Linked DNA regions of Mus musculus: regions 1 and 3 are each linked to region 2. The links are chromatin contacts, called in public Hi-C and promoter capture Hi-C maps. All regions are on one chromosome and are shown on one strand. The core of a region is the stretch at or near the end of the contact, and the rest is flanking DNA. Distances in the headings are between cores, read along the strand shown.

Region 1 (4,513 bases), core at 1,235-3,734, 220 kb after region 2:
AAGCCAGGCCCCTTGAAAAGGGGTTTATTTATGCCCCACTGAGAGGTTTCAGCATCGGATGTATAAAGTGAGGGCGTGGCCACCCCAAGGTATGGTTGAGGGCATGGTTTCTATTGTAGATGTGAGGGAGACTACAGTCAGAGGCATCTGGAAGAGTCTAGAGCATAGAGACTAAGTAGTTTAGTCGATTGAATGTGGCTAGCAGACTGAACTTGGCCATGGGAAGGCAGGGAGGGAAGCAACCCTCGGAGAGGAGCAGAAGAGAGGGGACGGAGAGGAGAAGACAAAGGAGAGCAATCAAGAGTGCACAGCTGACCTGTCTAGGAAAACAAGAAAGAAAGAAAGAAAGAAAGAAAGAAAGAAAGAAAGAAAGAAAGAAAGAAAGAAAGAGAGAGAGAAAGAGAGAGAGAAAGAGAGAGAGAGAAAGAAAGACAGACAGAAAGACAGAAAGAAAGAAAGAAAGAAAGAAAGAAAGAAAGAAAGAAAGAAAGAAAGAAAGAAAAGAAAGAGCGAGCACGCAGCTGAAATGGAAGGGTTTTAAGGGAAGGAGAAAGTGAGGAAGGGACCAGCATGGGCTGGGAACAGTTAGGGTAGGGAGTGGGGTGGGAAAAGCAGCCACAGGCAGTTGTGAAACTGAGGAAGTCTGCATGCAGGTCAGCATCCACTTTGGCATACTACTAAATACCACAAATAGTCTTGTCCTGACCTGACAGGCGCCATATCACTACCCAGAAAGCTGAATTCATATCCACCATGAAAAGAAAAGGGGCTCTCTGACGCCCACCAGCCCGTCTGGCTTCTGCTTCTCTCTCCCCAGCCCTCTCTCCGAGTGTTTACCCCCTCCCCCGCCTCTTTCTCTGTCTCTCTTTATCTCTTTTTCTGCTTCTACTTCATTCTCAACCCCCTTTCCATCCCCACCTCAAAAAAAAAGCAAAAAACAAAAAACAAAAAAAGAAAGAAAAAAAAGAAAGAAAGAAAAGAAAAGAAAAGGAAAGGAAAGGAAAGAAAAGAAAAGAAAAGAAAAGAAAAGAAAAGAGGGAGATCAGACTTATGATGGAGTTGGAAAAAATGGCTTTATTCTTTCTTTTGAGTTTCTTGTATATTCTATGGCAATCCTGTCAGGTGTACAGCGGGCAAAGATCCTCCCTCCCCCACGCTGCATTCTACGAGTTATATATTCATCTAACTGGTGTGTAACTAAGGGTGACCCTGGATTCTGATCCTCCTGCCTCAGTGACTATATCTTTCTTACCCGGTTGGATATTTAGGATTACTTTGTTTTTAGCCGTACTTCCTTTCTGGGACACGGCAAGGTATACTATGTGTAAGCAGACGATTGCACACCGTCCTCTGCATACCTGAAACTAGCCGCATGCACGCAGTTTGGCAGGATCAGAACAACAGTAGGATCCCATTCTCGTCTCAACGGAGAAGAGCCCCCCCCCCCCGAAAACCACCCCCAACACCTTTCGAAAAGGGTTTCACAAACACAAATGCGGAACGATTTCGAGTGAAATTCGCTTTTTTCCTACGTCCAAGCAAAAAGGCATTATGTGGTCCGATAGGTCATTGTAAGAGAGATTGGGCTACGGATGCGGCTTTGTTTTCCTGTCACGACAATTTGCGGTAGAGTGTTAGGGGAAAGGTAAGGACAAAGGCTGAATTTGAGGGAACTGAAATTTGAGCTGTAGAAGGGCCCGAGATGATAGGGAGAGCTAGGAGTGGACTACGAAACTGTGTTTCTTTCTAGGGTGGACAGAAAAGCTTGATGACCCGGGGAGGCTGAGAAAGAGAATTAATTTGGAAAGAAGCGCAGGGGCCGGGTTGCGGGTTGCAGGTTGCAGCGAGCGCCCAGGTTATCCAGGCCGTGCTAGGACACGCCTTGAAGCCCGGAGGACCGCTCTGGAGCGAGAGCAGATAGAGCGGAAAGCCATTTGCCCGGATGAGGAAAGCGGTGGCACGGGATCGTACTTTCTCCAGCTTCACCTAGTTCATCCTGAAGTTTGGGTAAAACCCTGAATCCTCTCTATCTCCCTCTAAAAGACCTGCCCACCAAAGAAATGGGGGTGAGCAGAGATGGCTTGCATTTTTAGCCCCGAACCCAAAGGACATAAAATACACCAAAGTGGGTTGAGACGCTGCTTACTGTCTGATTATCCCCAACTTGCCTAGATTTCTTCACCTGAAAATCAAGCCACAGAACTGTCGTCGGGGCTGTTATAGTTTATACAAGTAAATAAAGCGTTAGAACCTGACTGTAACTCTTCTAGTAGGAAAAGCCTGGGCGTTGGTCACCGGAGGGATCATGTACCGGGACATAGGCTCCTGGCGCCGCACAGCCACAGTGGACCAACTTAAATAGTGTCAAAACCGTTGGAACACATCCTGGACGCGAGGCAAGGTCCAGCGCCTGGGCGGGGGTTGTGCGAGGTAGGCGGGCGCGGTCCCTGGGACTCGCAGCTCATTCCTGCTCGCGTCCAGACCTGCGGTAGGCAGTCTGCAGAAGTGGCTGGAGCGAGCTGCGATGACTTCCAGGTAGTGAGTGTCCCTGGGCCGGAGGAACGTGGGCACGCGGAGTTGGGGAGGAACAGGTGTAACGGCGGCAGCCAGCAGTGCTCAGACAGCAGGCAGCCGGCTGGTGGAGCCCGGGGAGTCTTCGCGTGGGTGACAAGGATCTCCCGGCACAGTGCGTGCCTTCCTGGCTAGACATCCCGCTCCTCTCTCCCGTCTCAGACGCTGCGCCGGCTCAAACCCGGAACCGGTTTTCCCATGGGAAAATCCGACTTGGAGGTTGATCTCCAGGGGGTGGGGGGCAAGTCCGAGCGTGGGGTCGTGTCTTGGGGGTGCCGGGTGCGCTGAACGGGGATCAGGCGCCTACCTGACTGAGTCTGGTACCCAGCTGTAGGATGTGGGTTTAGGCAAGTGTAAGAGCCTGGATCCCTGAGTCCTTTCCAGAGAGTTTTATAGCAGCCCTCACAGAGCCAATGGGTTTCAGAAGGTTGCATCAGGAGTAAGAGGCTCAGCTGTACCTCAATGCACCGCACAACACCGTGGAACGCTGAAGAGGCTGAACTTAGGCGTGTTCGATTAAGTTTTACAAAACACTCAGAAGGATCAGAAACGAGTTGTGTGAGTTAGAAATCATTTTGGTGTGTTACACACACCTCCTCAAAGTTTCTCTCTCTCTCTCTCTCTCTCTCTCTCTCTCTCTCTCTCTCTCTCTCTCTCTCTTTCTCTCTCTTTTTTCAAAAGCAAATGCAGTTAAAGGGAGGGGCATGTAGCTCTGATGGTGAAGTGCTTGCCTGACACTCAGAGGCCAGTCACTACTACTAAACTACCTGGAAGGCAGAGGGCCACAATTCTGAGGCCAGATGGACATCCGATCTGATCTCAAAACTTTCAAAGGGGCTGAGGAAGTTCCTCAGTGGTATACGGTTTGCAGACTCTGCACCAGGACCAGGTTTGGGGGGGGGGGGGTTGTTTGTTTGTTTTTAAAGCACACATTTGTTCCACAAAGGATTTAGGGAGAGAGTGGAGGAAGGCAGATATTGGGAGTCTGCTGTGCATTGCTAAGGAAGGGCTTCAGGAATCCCAGAGTCCTTCAATATTCTTTCTAGCTTCCTGCTTCCTGCATGTGGGAGGAGATAGGAGCTGGGACTTCTGTTTCATAGACTCAGTCAACTTGAATGATGCTAATGAACACAAGGCTGGCACATTTTGGGCCAGACTTTGTTTTTCCTTCACTTATAAAGAGCTAGAATTGTACCCTTAGATCTACGATTTTCATCTCTGAAGTCTGCTATTTTCCTGTTTTGACTATACAGTGCTGGCCAGTGTGGCCTTGGGGAAACATCTCTTCCAACTTCTGACTTTCTATTTCTGAAATGGGACAGTTTCCCTCAAAAACAAACAAACAAATAAACAAACAAAACCCACACAAAACCAACCAAACAAACAAACAAAGCCAAACACTTCCCCAAATAAAACAAAAACCCAAGAAGAGATTAGTGTCCTCTAAACAAAACTGACTATATATTAATTATTCCACTCATTTCAAAAGCCAGTGTGATGGCTCATGTCTGTCCACTCTTCAAGGTCATCTTTTGCTACATTGTGAGTTTGAAGCCAGCCTGGGCTACATGAGACCTTGGCTCCAAAGGTGGAAAAAAACGTTCAATTCATTTTATACGCCAGGAGCACCTAGGAGAGGGCTCCAGGATTATGTCTCTGTAAAGTGGACTGAAAAGCCTGATGAAGGAAGAGGGGGGCCAGGATGGAGAGATGCACTCATTCCTATGCAGCACTGATTCAGGGTGGAGCGGCTGTGTTCTGGATTCTCCCAGCAGCTCTCCTAACAGTTCCTATGAAGAATATACTGCACGTATCTCCACTTTACAGTGGGGGAAATGGAGGGAGAAGGTTGTCTGAGAACCATGCTGGAAGGAGCTGATTGGATTGTAGCAATTGTTTACTAGAATTTTATTTAACCAGTGTTGAAGAACTTTCTCTCTCT
Region 2 (4,908 bases), core at 625-3,124:
GCGAGACAAACGGGGCTGCCACTGGCCAGATGCCACAGGTCCAGGGAGGGACGTACCTGGTAGCTCTTCATTTCCATCACTCGCTCCAGTGACACTGAGTAGTCGGTCCAATAGAGAGTCCAGTCATCATTGTCACCCGCCTCTCGAAGGCCATATTGCTGGGCGGCCCTGCGCACTGTGAAGGAGTTGAAGAAAAAAAAAAGTCTGGCAAGGGACAGAAGCAGGAAAGAGCTCTGTGCTGGGAGGTCCCTTTCTCACATATTGAAATTAGAGAGCTGGCTCCTTGGGACTGGAATGTCTTTGTAGATGGAGCAAAGAGTGTGGGGAATAGTGTTATTGAAGGGTACATCTGAGGCTACATGGGGTGAGTGTTAGACTCACCCTGGCTTCCCTTTCCCAGGAAAGAGTCCTCTAGCTTGTCTCCAAACATTAAACCCTGGATGCAAACTAATCCTTAACCATAACCAGGCTTAATCAGTGAGATAAACTAGTACAGAGGCAGGTGGGGGTCTGGGGGTGGGCAGCATTTGACATAGTTGAGTCTTGAGCTAGCCTGAGCTACACAGTGAAGCCCTGTCAACAAACATGTACGTAAATACGCAAGACTATGGGCTGTGCACAATGCCCCTGTGATTTTCAGGAGACTTCCAAGCATTCTGAGACCCTGTTTATCACCCTCGGGCATGCCCAGGACTGGCCCCTTCCCCACCCTTCAGTCTCCATCACAGACCCCTTGAACAGAGATACTTACCGCTGTCATACCGGCAGTTAGATAGATTGATCACCAATCATCTGGAAAAGAGAAAAGGGCAGACAGCAAGACACAGACAGATACCCAGGCCAGAACACAGGGCTGGGGCCAGACACATGTGTCCCAGTGGCCACACCAAGCCATGCACCTCACAGTTCCGTTACTCCATGTGTTACAATTGCCTTTGCTTGCGATTTTGTGTTAACACCATTGCCTCAACCCCCTTTTTAATTTTGTCAGTGATGGGACTTGAACCCAGGGCCTCCTGCCTGAAAGTGAGGCACTAGACACTAGGCTACACTCCCAGTGGTCCCTGTACTTTTACACCATCAGCCCATTGGGGACAGAAATTTTATTTTATTTATTTATTTTGGGGTTTGTTTGCTTGTTTGAGAAATTTTAAAAGGCACATATTTTTTACTAAAATATTGTCTCCCCCTTTCCACTAAGGGAAGCCATTTAGAAGATAGACAATACTCTCTTACAAGGCAAAGCAGAGTATTAACCCAGAAACGGAATGCGCAAGCTGCAGCTGCCAGCCGCCGGGGCTGGCAAGTCACTGTGGTCCTGTTACACTGCAAGTATGTGAAATTCCCAGGACACACGGGAGCTTGCGCTTAGGAAGGGAAATTTTTTCCTTGCTCCTTCAGCAAGGAGCTCCCTCTCCACCCAGTCTTTAAAAGGCATTGCAAACACAAATAGAAGGAAAAGTACAAGGTGTGATTCGAGGTTATGCACACTATTATGGGATGCCATAAAACAGAACACTGAAATTGGTGTGAGCCAGAGGAGACAAGCCCTGTGTCCCCTTTTCCTCTCATCAGCCAAGACCTTCTTCCCTTGGGCCCTTCCTGCTCTTATCAACACCGACACCACACACACACACACACACACACACACACACACACACACACACGCCCCGAAACTCCTCGTTTTTCAATACTAACCTTTTTTTCTTCCTCTTTTTCTTACCATGCTGCTGTGCGTTCTGGAGCCTCTTTTGTGTGTTCTCTCTCACAAAAGCCAGGGTGACAAATTCTTTTAGCTCCTCCAGATCTTCTGTGGAACTCTCCTCCCTCTCTTCAGCCCCTTCCTCACTTTCCGAAGTCAGGCACTGTAGCATCTTCCTAGCCCTGGAGGAGGCTCTGGGGAAACATCAGTCCTCCCTGGAGAGAAGGCAGAGCGATCAGCAGTTGTGTGGGTCCACCTGAAGGGGGCGCTCCTCCCTTGCTCATGTCCGTTCCCAAACAACTGGTTGTAGTTTATAAAAAATGCTCCCCGCTCCAAATGCGCGCTTGGTGCACGCTCAGGGAGAGAGCTAGTTCCACCTTTGGCAAAGACTCTGACCTTGGGGACTCACCTAGCCAACCCTAGCTTTGGTTTTGGCCATCTGGGGTTTTCTGAAAGAGGCCGAGCTGCTGCTATGCGCTGTACCACCTGGTAAACAATCTTATTATTAAAGTCAGAGTGCGCCTGGAGACAGCCTCAGAACTCAGCTTCAAGCCTTTCTATCTGAGGGACTGAGTCCCGAGGGGGCAGTGGAGGTGGGCTGAGTTCTGTTAACCCTTACAGTGCTGCATTCGACTTCCCACAAGGCAAGATGCAGGCACGAATAAGATGCACAGGCGGCTGTGAATCAACAGATGTCCGTTCCCAACAATACTGAGAATGGAACTAAGAGCTTCTGGAAAACTAGTACTCTTAACTGCTGAGATCTCTCTCTCTCTCTCTCTCTCATTCTCTCTCTCTCTCTCTCTCTCTCTCTCTTTCTCTCTCTCTCTCTCTCTGTCACACCACACACACACACACACACACACACACACACACACACACAGCGTTCTGCCTTCACAGTTCTTTAGGAGTACAGTCTCTGCCTCTGCCTCTGCCTCTCTGCCTCTGCCTCTTCCTCTCTGCCTCTGCCTCTCTGCCTCTGCCTCTGCCTCTGCCTCTGCCTCTCTGCCTCTCTGCCTCTGCCTCTGCCCCATCTGCCTCTGCCTCTCTGCCTCTGCCTCTGCCTCTGCCTCTGCCTCTGCCTCTGCCTCAGCCTCTGCCTCTGCCTCTGCCTAACCCAGATTTTCCTGGCCCCGTTCAGATCACAGCCCTCACACCAAGGCTCATATGGCCATAAGGCCCATTTCACAAGGCTCCCACCTCCTCCCTTCTCCTCCCCACCAACCTCCACGCCTTTAATGCCCACACTCCAGCCTCTCTCTCCTTTAGTGCCCACAGGCCTCTCTCCTTTAGTGCCCACATGCCAGCCTCTCTCTCTCCTTTAGTGTCCACAGGCCTTTTGCCATCTACTTGCCTGCCCTGCTCATACACATCCTTTGGATCAAAGCTTTTAAAAATGAATATCTTTATCTTTCAGTTTATTGCTGAAATCATGTTAAATAAAGGAGGCCTTAAAGCTGGGAGGGCAGACATCACCTGTGGCTCACCTACTCTACCAAAGCATCTTTGCCTTGGCTGTGAATTCTTAAATTCTAATTGTAATTATTCTGACATCATTTTAACCATCTTGGCACCTTCTTTCTGCCCACATAATATATCATAAAGGCGCGTTTGCATGTCCCTAGGTATATTTTTGTTCTCTCTGTCTGTGTGTGTGTGTGTGTGTGTGTGTGTGTGTTAGCGGACAACAAACCTGTGGGGGTTGGTTCCCCTATTATGTGGGTTCTGGGATCAACCTCAGGTAGGTAGTCAGGCTTGTTGTGAAACACACTTACCTACTGAGCCACATCAATGGCCAGCTGGTTCCTGGTTTTTAATGGCTAGGAAACATTCCATAGAACCAACCCTTGCCTTATTGCTGGTCATATAAGTTGCTTCCATTTCTAATAGTCTCTAAACATCCTAAAACATATTTTCAAGCTGGGGATGGGGGGGTGAGGGGACGGGGACGGGGGATGGGGGAATGGGGATTGTAGCTAGAATCTGGCTAGTGGGGAGGCTGAGGCAGGAGTTCCTTGAGCCTAGTAAGAGTCCGTCTCCTAAAGAAGAAAAACAAAGCCGGGCAGTGGTGGCACACGCCTTTAATCCCAACACTCGGAGGCAGAGGCAGGCGGATTTCTGAGTTCGAGGCCAGCCTGGTCTACAGAGTAAGTTCCAGGACAGCCAGGGCTACACAGAGAAACCCTGTCTCAAAAAAACCAAAAGAAGAAAAACAAAAAAATCCCCTTTCATGTATAGAGGGTCCTTTACTTTGGAGTTTTGCCTCTTGTTTGTCTGTTTCTTTATTTAAGACAATGTCTCACTATGTAGCGCAGGCTGGCCTGCAATTCTCTTTTCTCAGCCCCACAAATGCCGGAGTTACAGGTGTGTACCCCTAAATCCAGCTTTTGTTTGAGGTCGAGTCTTTCCTTATAATGGCTATGGCGACACGGTGGCATGTATCTGTAATTCCCGGCACCTGGGAGGTGGAATCCAAGAGGATCAAATGTTCGAAATCACCCTCAGTGAATACAGAGTTAGAGGCCAGTCCGGACTACATGAGATTCCGTTTTTCAAAACAAAGAAAGGACAGGATTCAGGGATTAAATGGCTCAGAAGATTATGTAGCTTTGTGTGTGTGTGTGTGTGTGTGTGTGTGTGTGTGTGTGTGTGTGTGTGTGTTACACCCCAGGGGATCTTTAACAATTTGGGCTAACTAGCACCAGCAATAGGCAATTATAGCAGGCTTACCAGGGCCACAGGGTCTCTTAGGAATCAGCTCCCTTCTCCTCCCAACTCTCTACTTCTAGACAACACCTATACCCCACAGCCAGCTCTGTGACCTCACGGCTCCCTTGCTCTCCTCTCTCTGCTCTCTGCCTGAACCTAAGCTGGTGATGATGGTTCAGTTCTGACTAGGACTAAGCCTCCAAGTGACATTATCGCTGCTGTTTGGCCAAAGGATTTTCAGATACATGTTCTGAGTTTACGTTCACCTCCGCTCCTGGGAAGGAGGACAGAGATGTTGCACTGGCGAGCAGCTGTGCTGGTTTCTTCCCTCTTGGAAAACATGGCTGCCCTCGGGACAACCAACAGAGAAAACCTCAGCCCTGTGAGTCACTGTTCCCAGGGAACAGGCACACACTTGGCAATGTCTGAGAGAGAGAGAACTGGAGAACATCAAGTCTTGGCCTTGGGCTGCTCCCTTCCTTGAGGGTAAACGACCG
Region 3 (4,942 bases), core at 76-2,575, 170 kb after region 2:
TGCAGCAAGCATGCTTTGATACCTGGTTCAAGTGACCATGGGGGGATCCCATAGTACCTGGAATGAGATTGCTGGAGCGTCTGTTCCTTGGGGACCTGCCCCCTTCACACCTTAAGTCCAAGTCCTTCCCTTTAGCTGATTGAGCTCCCAGAAGAGATCAGAACATGTGTGACAAGGGACCTGAAAACTTACATGGACTAGGCAAGGTTCCACTCATGGCTGGATTTGCCCAGCAGCAAGATTGTGAAAGTTGGCTTCCTAATGAAAGTAAGAATATGGACTAGGGGCAGAGGTCAGCAGGAAGGGAGAGCCTGGCTTATTTGGGTTGTCTGGTGACTCAAAGGCCAGATCTTAGGGCAGCTCCTTACCCTGCTTGTCACCTCTTTTTTTTTTTTTTTCCAAACCCTGTCCTAGGTAAGATGGCAAATTATTACAAAAAGCACTTGGGATATTTGGACAGTTGAGAAAAGCAACCTTTAGAAGAAACTGCTTCTGTGCTCAGAGGTCTATGTATAGAGGTGTGTGTGTGTGCACTACACACGTAGTTTTATGAATGAAAGGATCATCTCTTGGGTCTATTTTTTAAATTCTTGGAAACACATAAAAAGCCAAATGGTTTGACTCACTGACTGACTTTGAAGCTGCATCTGCCGCTTACACCGCAGTGGCTTTAACCCCCTCTGGGGTCTGGTTGCCTTTTGCAGTTTGTGGACTTAGTTGCTGGAAGGAGGTCTAGGTACGAGGGAAGTCGTGTGGCCTTTGACTCTTTCCGGTCCTTTCTGTCTTTCATTTCCCTAAACTCTCCGCTTTTGGGGAAAACTCCTGCCTCGCTATTGGCTGGAGACACCATGTCAAAACCCCGAGGATGCTGGGACAGGATGTTCCAGTTGGTTCTGTATGTCCGTTTTCCTTTGTGCCAAAGACAGACAGACAGACAGAGGCTGAGAGGCTGTTTCTAAGACAAAGCAGTGGCCGGCCATCTTTCTACATCTCCTAGGCCTGTCTGTGAGGGGGAGGGTCCTGGAGACTACACTAAAGACAAGCACCACTCTTGTTAAGTTCCTGGGGGATTGGGGTGTGGTGCTTGCCCAGGGCTAGGGAGCAGGGAAAAGGGGGTCCTGTTGCACTTTGGGGAAGGAGGGACTCTTGGGCTCCCTGTGGGACTGCTCTCCTCCCCTGTCCCCACTGCAGAGATGGCACCGTGGAGTTCCCTTCAGGCCTGGCAGACTGGCAGTGAGGAGGGGCCTCAGTTAGCTCTCAAGGGTGCCTTCCCCTCCTCCCTTCCCAGACACCCTCTGCCAAACTGGGAACCAGCAGTGCTATTAACTACCTCAGCCCCAGAGGGCGCCAAGCCTAACTGAGCCCCAGGAGGAGCTGTCGATTTAGGCAACTCTTCTCCCCCTCTCTCGGGACGAGGTCGCCTTTCCTTGTCCTAAGTGCTCCTGGGGGAGATCCTAGTGGCTTTGCCATTCAGACCACACAACTGTTTTTGCCTGTTTGTTGAAAACCAATAGAAGGAGACCAGCTTGGCAGGACATTGCAGGAAGAGACCCCCTCATCAATGCCAGGGGATGTAAAAGCCATTTTCCTTCCAGATACTCAATGGTTTAGGTGCAGAATGTTGTTCTTGTATTCAGACATACATAGAGTAATACCAGCTGAAACATGGTGTTTCTTTCCTTTGGATACATCTCAGTGAGGGTTCAAGATCCGGGACAGGCCACATGCTTCATGGTCTAGAGGCTAGGCCAAAGCCTCAACCCTGCACGGCCTGATGTGGTATCATTACGGATGCCCTCAAATGGGTGACTATGGACTGACAAAAGAAGAGAATTTGTTTTTCTTAAATAGCAGGATGCTCCTGGAGCGTGTGTTTTTCATAATCACAGATGATGAATACTACGAGTATAAATGGATGAACTACCTCAGTCCTCACAGTAAGATTGGAGATGAGGGCAGGGACTCATGCCTCGGGGATGAATCCCAGCCAGGAGAGAGTTTTGGCTTATGCCACACTAGGTTTGTCATGGGGATCGGGCAGGCTTGCCCGGGTCCCCACTCACATTGGTCGGGTTGGCAGGGTTCCGTCATCTCGTGTCCCCTCCCCCCCACCCCATCCCCTTTTCTGCTCTCCTCCCCCACTCTCTCATCCCTTCACTCCAGCTCCTCCCCCTCTCTCTCAGAGCTTAAGCTTAAGCTTGATGTGAGGAAAGGAATGGGCTCCTTCCCTAGAGAGCTGGATGGAGGGTGGTTCTGGGTCCGGCCTGGAATCCCCTAGTCAGCTCCTAACTTGGGAACCGGGGCCTCTTCAACAGGGTTTCTTCAAGATCCTCTGCCTCCACTGAGTCCCCTCGGGAGGTGTGTGTGTGTATGGGGGGAGGGGGCGCGCTCTGAGATAGAGCAGGATCCTTCTGCCCTGGGGCCTGGTCCAGTCTACCAGGCTCGCTCAGGCCACCTTTGTAGTTGACCACCGCCAGGTGCCCTAGCCCTCCCCACCCCTAAATGACCTCCTTATAGAAGCCTGTTTCACTTTTGGTTTTAATCTACCTCTTAGCAAAACAATATAGAGAAATTTAGGTAGTGGCAACTCCACTTGCTTAGGTTAGGCGGGGGAAAGATTTCTTTTTCCAAAGGAAAAACTATTACCTTAAAAATACTTTCCAAAAAATCTTAAAAAAAAAAAAAATAAAAACCAAAAAAAATTTTTTTTTCTTTTAAGGGAGGGAGACAATTTCCAGTAACCATGGGATTAATTTCCTACACTCTTTTCCCCCATACATATGGTTTCCTCTTTGGCAGTTGTCACATGTCACGTAATGATACGGCTTTCCCAGTGATCTCCTTGTCTGGTCACATCCCCACCCCAAGGAGTGCCAGTGAGACTCACCTGTGCTTCCTGTCACAGCTCTGGCCAGGTGACCTGGACATCTCAAACAGGAGCACTGGGCAGGGGTGCTTCTGGACTCGTTAGGGAACCTCATGTGACCACAGTTTTATGTGAACCACTGCTTATAAGCTCATTGGAAATGAATTTAAGCAGATTATAAATTTGCATGATGAATAAATACCTTTTACCACCATTTGGAGTCTCCCTTCTCTTCAGAAATCGTGATTCTGTTCTCCGAAACCAGAGTTGAATGAGAAGAGCCCACTCTGGCAGAATGGGTTGATAGGCAGTCCGAGGACACGGCTTCCGGGGAGGGCTTTATTTTTCTGAGTGGATGTCTGGGAGGCATTGGGGGGCTGCTGCTTGTGACTGTTAGACTCTGTAATTGCGATAACTTTGGGATTGTATTTTACCAGAACTCTGCCGGCCATCCTGACCCTGAATTTGATTGTGCCTTCCTCCCTCCCTTCTCTGTTCTTGAAGCTGGGGGAGGGGCAGCGGGCTCGGACTTGGCTAGTTTGTTTATTGAATGGATGAACGAACACTCCCGGGGGTCCCTTCCGGGGGAAAGCTGTTTCAGCCACAAAGCAATCTCATTCCACTGTTTTCAGCCTCAAAATAAAAGGAAACTTATATTGAAAGCTGAGTGTGTCTGTGCTTCTGGGAGTTGGGGAGCTTGGGTGCTCGGGATGAGGGGAGGGCTTTGCTAGGAAAAGAGTCCCAGAGAGTTGCCAGGGAGAGCAGGGAGATTGGCCTGACCCCCTCTAGGCTGGGCTGGGATAGGATGCTCAGAGCCAGGTTGCCTCTGCTCTCCCTGTCATGAGGTGCAGCTCTGCTCTGCCAGGCCTTTGCATTGATAGACCTAGAACACTGGGTTACAATACTAAGTTGTTTTGTCATCTATTACAGGAATAAAAGTAGCTAATATAGTAAGAGGTAACTTTCAAACTCAGCTTTTTTCCCATTTGGTTTTTGATGTACATTCTCACTGTGTAGCCCAGCCTGGCCAGTCGGAGCAAACCCACCCGGCAGCCATTTCCCTTGTGTTTCAAACCTGGTCTGCAATGTTGTGCCTTTGAAGGGTTTCCCCTGCTCTCCTGTCTTAGTGGCTCCTCCTCTTTGTTCTTACCACAGTTTCTTGTTTGGCAAACTCCAACAAAAATATTGCCATTTATAGCATAGAGCGCCAAGTCTGTTTTTACTGCCTGGGCTATAGTTTCTGGGCTCAACCATCATTGGCCACATGAAAATTCAGTGGTTTTTCAACCCTTAGCTGTGAGGGCCTTGAGGCCACCAAAGGGGAGTTGGCTTGACTTAGATGTGGGAACCATTGATTTGTCCTGGAAGGTAGGTGAGCTTTTTCTGGATTCCTCTTCGAGGTCTACTGATCAACTTCCTGTTCCAGCACGATGCTTTCTGGCGCGTTTGTGACCAGTTCTTCTGCAAAGGGCAGAATGAGACCATTCATAATTACCCATTACTGGACTGTAAGGACTGTCACCCGGCCATTCTGGCCCCTTTGCTAGTCTCATTGAATAGTCAAGTTGGCCTTGAATTTTATAGATCCAGCTACCTCTGCCTCTCAAGTGCTGGATTACAGATGTTCCCCCACCCACATCTGGCTCTCACTCCACACCTGGGCTGGCCTCAGACTAAATCACCTGCTCTTACTTAGTCTTCACTGTTGGCATTTTGAGTACATAATAGCACACCTGGCGAGGATTTGGCTTCTAAAGTTTGAGTTAAATCCTAAGCTTAAAAAGTGAGAAATGGCCAGGCATGGTGGCCTTTTGATCCTATCCCTTGGGAGGCAGATGGCAGAGTGTGAAGACAGCCTGGTCTACACAGAAATTTTTTTTTTTTTTTTTTTTTTATATGTAAGTACACTGTAGCTGTCTTCAGATACTCCAGAAGAGGGCGTCAGATCTTGTTACGGATGGTTGTGAGCCACCATGTGGTTGCTGGGATTTGAACTCCGGACCTTCGGAAGAGCAGTCGGGTGCTCTTACCCACTGAGCCATCTCACCAGCCCTACACAGAAACTCTTGAACTACA

The links. Promoter capture Hi-C pulls out the DNA fragments that hold promoters and counts their contacts. Hi-C and Micro-C count contacts between places; a contact is called where the count stands out from the background.
Region 1: a contact with region 2 is called in a promoter capture Hi-C map of neural stem cells. The contact joins the promoter of B4galnt2 here to the promoter of Ttll6 in region 2. A contact is called at or near these places in 7 of 39 promoter capture datasets (the 3T3-L1 cell line, cranial neural crest, embryonic stem cells and 4 more), 1 of 484 Hi-C or Micro-C datasets (nephron progenitors), 1 of 115 datasets of contacts at active chromatin or transcription factors (embryonic stem cells) and 3 of 9 other capture datasets (adipose tissue, liver and pancreatic islet).
Region 3: a Hi-C map of differentiating embryonic stem cells shows a contact between it and region 2, with 2.3 times the contacts expected there. The contact joins the enhancer-like site here to the promoter of Ttll6 in region 2. A contact is called at or near these places in 3 of 39 promoter capture datasets (the SN4741 cell line, pre-B cells and second pharyngeal arch cranial neural crest), 5 of 484 Hi-C or Micro-C datasets (the G1E-ER4 cell line, cumulus cells, differentiating embryonic stem cells and 2 more), 1 of 115 datasets of contacts at active chromatin or transcription factors (embryonic stem cells) and 1 of 9 other capture datasets (adipose tissue).

The regions. Positions count from the first base shown.
Region 1 is chr11:95,912,842-95,917,354 of GRCm38.p6, reverse strand. It overlaps B4galnt2 (beta-1,4-N-acetyl-galactosaminyl transferase 2), which reads left to right and starts at 2,484. Exons shown (of 11, transcript NM_008081.3): 1 at 2,484-2,535. The coding sequence starts at 2,525.
Region 2 is chr11:96,130,752-96,135,659 of GRCm38.p6, reverse strand. It overlaps Ttll6 (tubulin tyrosine ligase-like family, member 6), which reads right to left and starts at 1,874. Exons shown (of 15, transcript NM_172799.4): 1 at 1,699-1,874; 2 at 752-789; 3 at 57-175. The coding sequence starts at 1,874.
Region 3 is chr11:95,955,749-95,960,690 of GRCm38.p6, reverse strand. Igf2bp1 (insulin-like growth factor 2 mRNA binding protein 1) reads left to right here. Exons shown (of 15, transcript NM_009951.4): 15 at 1-3,528. Among named protein-coding and RNA genes, the nearest start is that of Mir3063, 5.2 kb to the left of the region's middle. Within about 2 kb of position 1,325, at least 8 of the 459 cell types and tissues checked have an H3K27ac peak or open chromatin away from gene starts, as enhancers often do. A contact at or near this core is called in differentiating embryonic stem cells and embryonic stem cells, where this site is marked.